Regions from separate parts of the Sus scrofa genome. Here region 2 is linked to region 1. The links are chromatin contacts, called in public Hi-C maps. All regions are on one chromosome and are shown on one strand. Each heading gives the region's core, a stretch centred on a gene start, on an enhancer-like site or on the middle of the called end of the contact. The rest is flanking DNA. Distances are from core to core; before and after follow the strand shown.

Evidence for each region. Hi-C and Micro-C count contacts between places; a contact is called where the count stands out from the background.
Region 2: a contact with region 1 is called in a Hi-C map of heart right ventricle, with 2.7 times the contacts expected there. The contact joins the promoter of SHF here to the promoter of SQOR in region 1. A contact is called at or near these places in 2 of 47 Hi-C or Micro-C datasets (embryonic fibroblasts and heart right ventricle) and 1 of 2 datasets of contacts at active chromatin or transcription factors (alveolar macrophages).

Annotation. Positions count from the first base shown.
Region 1 is chr1:126,135,150-126,138,464 of Sscrofa11.1, forward strand. SQOR (sulfide quinone oxidoreductase) reads right to left here and starts at 1,878. Exons shown (of 11, transcript NM_001244238.1): 1 at 1,856-1,878.
Region 2 is chr1:126,548,117-126,551,155 of Sscrofa11.1, forward strand. SHF (SH2 domain-containing adapter protein F) reads left to right here and starts at 1,620. Exons shown (of 6, transcript XM_005659642.3): 1 at 1,620-2,143. The coding sequence starts at 1,646.

The sequences.
Region 1 (3,315 bases), core at 628-3,127:
CAGAACTGCCTCATCATGAGTCTGTCTCCACTCCCTGTAAGACATTTCCTGTGTTACATCACATCAGATTAGCAAGCCCAGACTCAGGCAAGATGGAGGAGAAACTGTTCTCCAAAGGAATTCTAATTTGCCATCAACACTCAGTTTCATTTTCTCTGGCAGAACACCAGCCACACAGACCCTCCACACAAATACACACACACACACACACACACACACACAGACCCACAGGCCCTGACTGATATTTCAAGCACTCCAACTCCAGATGTGTTTATACATTGTTCGGCCAGTAGGAAAAAGAAGCCCAAATTTTAAGCAGAGTCATTTTGCAAACGACCAGCTGTCTCCTGGATGAATTTGGGAGGTTTTTTTTAGATGTACTTTCAAGCAATCCTCTCCAATACACTTATTCATTCAAAAAGTATTTATTGAGTACATTCCATCTACCAAGAATGGAGACACAATGGTGATGGCTATAAACTTGGGGTCTAGGAAGAGAGAAAAACAAGTTCTAATAAATGGGATTTATTTCACCCTCTCTGTAGCAGATGCAGTGCTGGACACCTTAAATAAGTAGGAAGTCATGATTATCTCTACTGTACAATGAAGAAGTCAAGGTGGAAATAAGTCCAAAAGACAAGCTCATGCTGCTAGTCAATGGAAGTGTCAAGACCAGAAGCCATGTGACCTGACTTCCTGTGCACTACCCTTTCCACTTAACCATGAACTTGGGTGGAAAATAAAAATTCACATCTTTATTTTCATTAATCTCTAACTGAAATTTAGCACTTTCTTCAATTACATATACAGGCGACAACCCCAGGAATACTGACTGTGCCCACCACTTTTTCACAAAGAGAAATCACAGACATATTCTTATATTACAAGGATTTTCTAAATCTTGAAATCTTATGTTCATTATGACTTCGAAATTTCAGTAGCTATTAGATCCACTGCCGGATCTTGTTATTTAATGCATTCGTTTTGTTTTTTTTTTTAAGAACATATCATAAATATCATAAATTCTTTTAATATTGTGACAAGTTTTTTGGAACTGGTTTCCTTGATAATACTTTGCCTTTTGTTTTTTTACCTTTAAGAATATTGCCCTGAGAAAGGGTCCTTAGTCTTCCCCGAACTGTCCAAGGGATACAAGACACAAAAATTGGTCAGAAACCTACATTACAGCAATGGGCCGTACAGGCAAACCCGGAGGCTCTGCTCACTGTGTCTTTGAGTATGAAGCTAGTTTGGGATTTTTATAATTAAAAGAGAGAAACGAATGGGAAAGGAAAGGACCAGAGGACTCTTTCCACCAATTCCTGTTGGGCACGGCCCTAAATGCTCTCCTCTGTTGCTTCCAGCAGCAGCTGAAGCTGCCTCCTCCAGCGCTCCTCGGTCCCTTGAGCTCTGGCATTGGAGAAACGTGCCCCACTATGGGCAAAGGAGCAGACGTCACCTCCCACCCCACTGGGGCTGAGCGCTCACTTGCGACCCAGGAAACATGCTTAAGAACACAGTCAACAGGTGAAAGGTGCCAGAAATTCCCACACACTCTAGCAAAAAATCCCCATACACAAGCCAACAGATAACTTCAGTATTTAATCGCTCCTCACAGGTCCGGTCTCTCAGCGACCCCGAGGCCTGACACTGGGAAGGGGTCCCAAGACCCAGGTTCCAACAAGGGCGGCAAGAGCTGTGAATGCTGTGTGGGCAAGAAAAGTGTAAAGAGGGATGGAACAGTCCCAGCTGCTTGGACATATCTAGATAAACAACCGGCCTCAGAGCGATCTCTGTCCCCGCCTGGTCCCCCTCCCCTACGGGCCTGAGATCGGCCGAGGGGTATGCCTCTTACCCAAAGGCGCGCAGAGCCTCCGGCCACAGTGTTGGCGCAGCAAAACCTGCCGCTCCCCGCTGGGGCTTGCAGCCTCAGCTGGGGCACCACCCGCTCCCCGGGCGGAGGCTGGAGGCGGGGAGAGCGAGCCCCACCCCGCCCCGACCCCCCAGAAAGTTCCGGAAAGGTCCCGCCAGCGCCCCGCCCGGCGCCGCAGTCCCAGCACCAAGGCCAAGTTCAGACTGCACCCAGGCTTATGAGCACGCACGGGGGACAGCCAGGGACGTGGGTCCAGCGGGCCGGGGCTCCGCCGGCGAGGCAGACTCGCCCCTACCCCCAGCGCACCCTGGAGTGTGGCTGGGCGCCCTAGGCACAGAGTGGGCACGGAGGGCACCTATCGCTCTCCCCCATCTGGGTGCCTACTCTGTTGCGTAACTGGGAGGGACAAAGGTGAAGGCGGGGCTGTGGGCAGAGGCCCGGCGGTTGGCGTCTTCTGGTCCTCCAGTGGGCCCTGTGCTTCTCATCTGGTTCCAAACATTGTCCAGAGAGACAGCTGTTCCCATGCACATTTCTCAGCTAAGGCAACCGAGGCTCAGAGAAGCCCCAAAACTTCACCTTATTAAGCGTTGGAGCAGCGCTTTTCCCTCAGGGGTGGAGGCTAAGGTCAGCTGGCTTTCACCCGCTCGCCTCCAAACCATGTTCAATCATACTTTCATGCTAGATGTTTTCAACTGGCTGCTCTAAGTAGGTGAGAAGTGTAGGTGAGTGGTTTTCCACCACATCAGATCTAGAGAACATTTTCATAGCATGCATTGGGTGTCCAGAAGTCTTGCTGCAATTTTAAGCTTTAATAACTTTAGATGTGAGTTACAAACTTTCCTTTAAAAAGTCCCCTGAAAATATAACTACTTACATTTGTTTTACATTTATTTCATTTTGCAATTTTTGAAGAACTAGTTTTTTGAATTTTTTGTTTCAGTCAACTTTTTTCTATACTTTTTTTTTTTCTTTTTAAAGAGGAACACTAGCAAACCAAAAATTATTGAGGTAACCACAAAGAGACGGTTGCCTCAGGAAAGCAACCTAATAAAGTTGTTAACAATTTCTGAGCTCCTCCCCCTGGCTTGCTTGCTTTCTTTTTTTTTTTTTTTTTTTTCAGGTTTATTTTTTATTGAAGTAACTTTGGTTTATAACATTTTATATTCCATTTCTACTTCTTTATACCCTACAGCATGCTTACAAGCAAATACTTAATTTCCATCCCTCACCCTACAGTTGATCCCCTTTACTCATTTCATCCTTCCCCTCCCCCGCTCCCCTCTGGTAACCACTATTCTTTTCTCTGCACTTCAGTGTTTTTGTTTAATTTGTTTGATTATTTTGTTTGCGTTTTATATCCCACATACAAGTGAAGTCATACAGTATTTGTCTTCCTCCATCTGAATTAATGCACTTAGCATAATACCGTCAAGATCCATCCA
Region 2 (3,039 bases), core at 370-2,869, 410 kb after region 1:
CATGGCTGGCTGCAGCTTGAGGCAATGTGGGATTTGTAACCCACTGAGCAAGGCCAAGGATCAAAGCCGCATCCTTACGCATACTAGTAGGGACCCACCGAGCCAAAATGGGAACTCCCTGTTAGTCAATTTTTTAAGCTGCACATTTTTACAATGTACATGGTATTTCCTCTATCATAAGCCATGAAATGAGGAACAATATCAGATGTTTCAGCATCTACTATAGCCCTTCCACTCAGTGTGGTGGGAGGACCAGTTGTATCTGTATCATCTGGGAGCCTGTTAGAACTACACAGGGACCCCATCCCAGCGAGACCTACAGAATCTGAAACTTCAATTTAACAAGTTCCCCAGGAGATTTGTGTTCACATTAAAGTTTGAAAAACACTGTTCTGTAACACCGACTAGAATGTGAACAGGGCAAAAACTCCACGAATATTTTGAGGGCCCTGGGAATCCTAGGGGATTCTCAGTTTTACCATCACATCTTACTCTACTCCAGCTTTAAGGCCTCTTCCCTTTGCGACATCTCTTGAGTCTTTGCCCCCTTACAAGGTAAATAGGAGCCTAAGAATAAGGGAGACACTGAGGCAGTGCCAAGGGGGGTGGGAGTGGGAGTGGGATGTTGGTGAGGTGAAGCTGCTTTCTAACTGAGCCAAAAGAAAATGTTGGCGTCAGCTTCAGGGTTACAACGTTTCTGGGGAGAAACGCTTTATTTCTAAGACAAAAATGCCTATTGCTTGAGCATCCCAGCCTCTGGAAGATAAGGGGTTTGTGATAGACAACATTGGAACTGTTTCTAGACTTGATTTATTGACTTGTCTGTTTTTATTCTGTCACTAATCTGATTGACAATGAAACCCAGGATGTGACTTGAAGGGATTTCTCTGTGCGCACACTGCCCTTAGGGCGGGGAGGAAGAGGGGGCATCTGCTTAGCGCGGGTGCGCCTGTGAGTGGGAGGGATTTGCCTGAGAGAAGGATGTGTGGAAACCCCACGGGAGACGTGGGTGCCTCTAGGGAGTTGACTGTAACGTGAGGCGTATCTGCCCAGAGTGGGTTTGAGTATGTGCGGGCGGGGCGGGCAGTTAGATTGGAGGCAGTAGGTGGGGCTCCCATGGTAGCACGCGGGAGGTGGTGGTTACAGACACATCTTACAGAACAGCCCCTGTTTCATACCCCACCCCAGTTTTTCCTCCTACGATATTATTTCCCAGGTGGGAGGCCTTGGGGAGGGTAAAGGTGGGGGCGGAAGGCTCCGGAGGGCCAAGAACCCTGGAGTCTGAGGGCTCCCCTCTCGGCGTCACGCGGGAGGTGGGAGGTGGGGAGGGGAACATATAAGGACAGGTGCGCCCCCATCAGGGGCACGTTTGGGCGACACATGGGGGATTCATCCTCAGAGGTCGCATTCCCTGCCCTCGGGGTCGCCACTTTACTTCTCCAGTATTCACAAGGGCTGGAAGCCTCAGCCCTTCTTTTACATGGGGCAGGGGAGGTAGACCCTTTTAGGTAGCGGAACCCCGCCCCTCCCTTGTTACTGACGAGCCCTACCCCCTCCAGCCGCCAGTGGAGCTCCGCCCCCTCCCCGCCCCCTCCCCGCCCCCAGCCAGGCCGCTGCTCTCCCCGCGTTCAGTCTGGCTGGCCCCATGTTACTGAGCGGAGCTCCTCCGGCTGGCTCCGGCCCGGGGCCGCGGGCGCAGGGGAGCGCAGGGGGCGGCCCGGGGGGATCGCGCCGGGGCGCCGGGGGTGCAGGAGCCGGCCCAGGAGGGGGTAGCAGCGGCGGAGTGGCCAAGTGGCTCCGGGAGCATCTGGGCTTCCGCGGCGGGGGCGGCGGCGGAGGTGGAGGCAAACCGGCGCCCCCCGAACCGGACTACCGCCCCCCTACACCCTCCCCGGCCGCACCCCCCGCACCACCCCCGGACATCTTGGCCGCCTACCGACTGCAGAAGGAGCGCGACTTCGAAGACCCCTATTCCGGGGGGCCGTCCGGCTCCGCTGCCCTAGCCACCCCTGCCGTCCCCGGCCCCACGCCGCCTCCGCGTCACGGCTCGCCCCCCCACCGACTTATTCGGGTCGAGACCCCTGGCCCCCCAGCGCCCCCTCCTGAGGAAAGGATCTCTGGACTTCCCGCCAGCAGCGACCGGGTGAGTGCCGCGCCGGGCGGAGGTGTCCAGGAGGAGAGGTGGTCAGCGGTCTGGGGCTTTCGAGAGGGACAAAGGTGCCCTGGCCGGGTCCGGGCCCCGCGGTGTCACGGTTCCTGGCGGACACAATTTTAGTCCCGGTCCCCAGGGTTCGGAGCCTTCATCCACCTTTGTTCAGATTCTCGACCTTCTTACCTGGGACGTGCTCCCCAAACTCTGCCTCTATCCCCTATTACTGCCCCAGAACTAGTGACACTCCCCCCCCACCCGCCCCCGCCCAGGCTCTGCTCTCCTCATCGCAGCCCCCGGAGCCTAATCAAGGAGCCTTTTTCTAACGGAATTTGAGCTCCCCTTCTCCCCCTTTTTATGGCCTTTCTGCCCCCTGGGAGCAGCAGCTCACTGCCCTTTGATCTCTGACCCCCGCCCCCAACCCCAGGGCGGCAGAGCTAGCACAAAGCTCCTTTCTTCCTTTTAAGAAAGCCAGAGCATCTTTGTAGGTGCTGAAGCTCCAGGAAGGAGGCGCAGGCTGGGTTTCTCTCTGTGGACACAGCAAGAGCTGGCCTTTGCCTTGCCCAGTGGCACTGGAGCCGGGTGGACTGTTGTTCTCAGGAAGCCAGAACAGGCAGTATGCAGGTCTTCACCAAGGATGCTGACCATTGAGATCCAGGCAGGCCCATTCTTTGTCCCCCCAGGTATGGGAACAATCTATGCTCAGAACCTGTTGCCCATAAGGGGCTAAGCAACTGAGTCCACTTCTCCTTTCCTCTCCTCCTCTTGGCCTCCTCTTGCCCAGGTTCATTCTAAGGGTGGTTACAGCTTTTCATGAATCTGCAGGCTTGGGGTGGAGAGGAGGGCTGGGCATTCACTGTTCCTGAGAACATCCACTGTGCCTTAGAGGC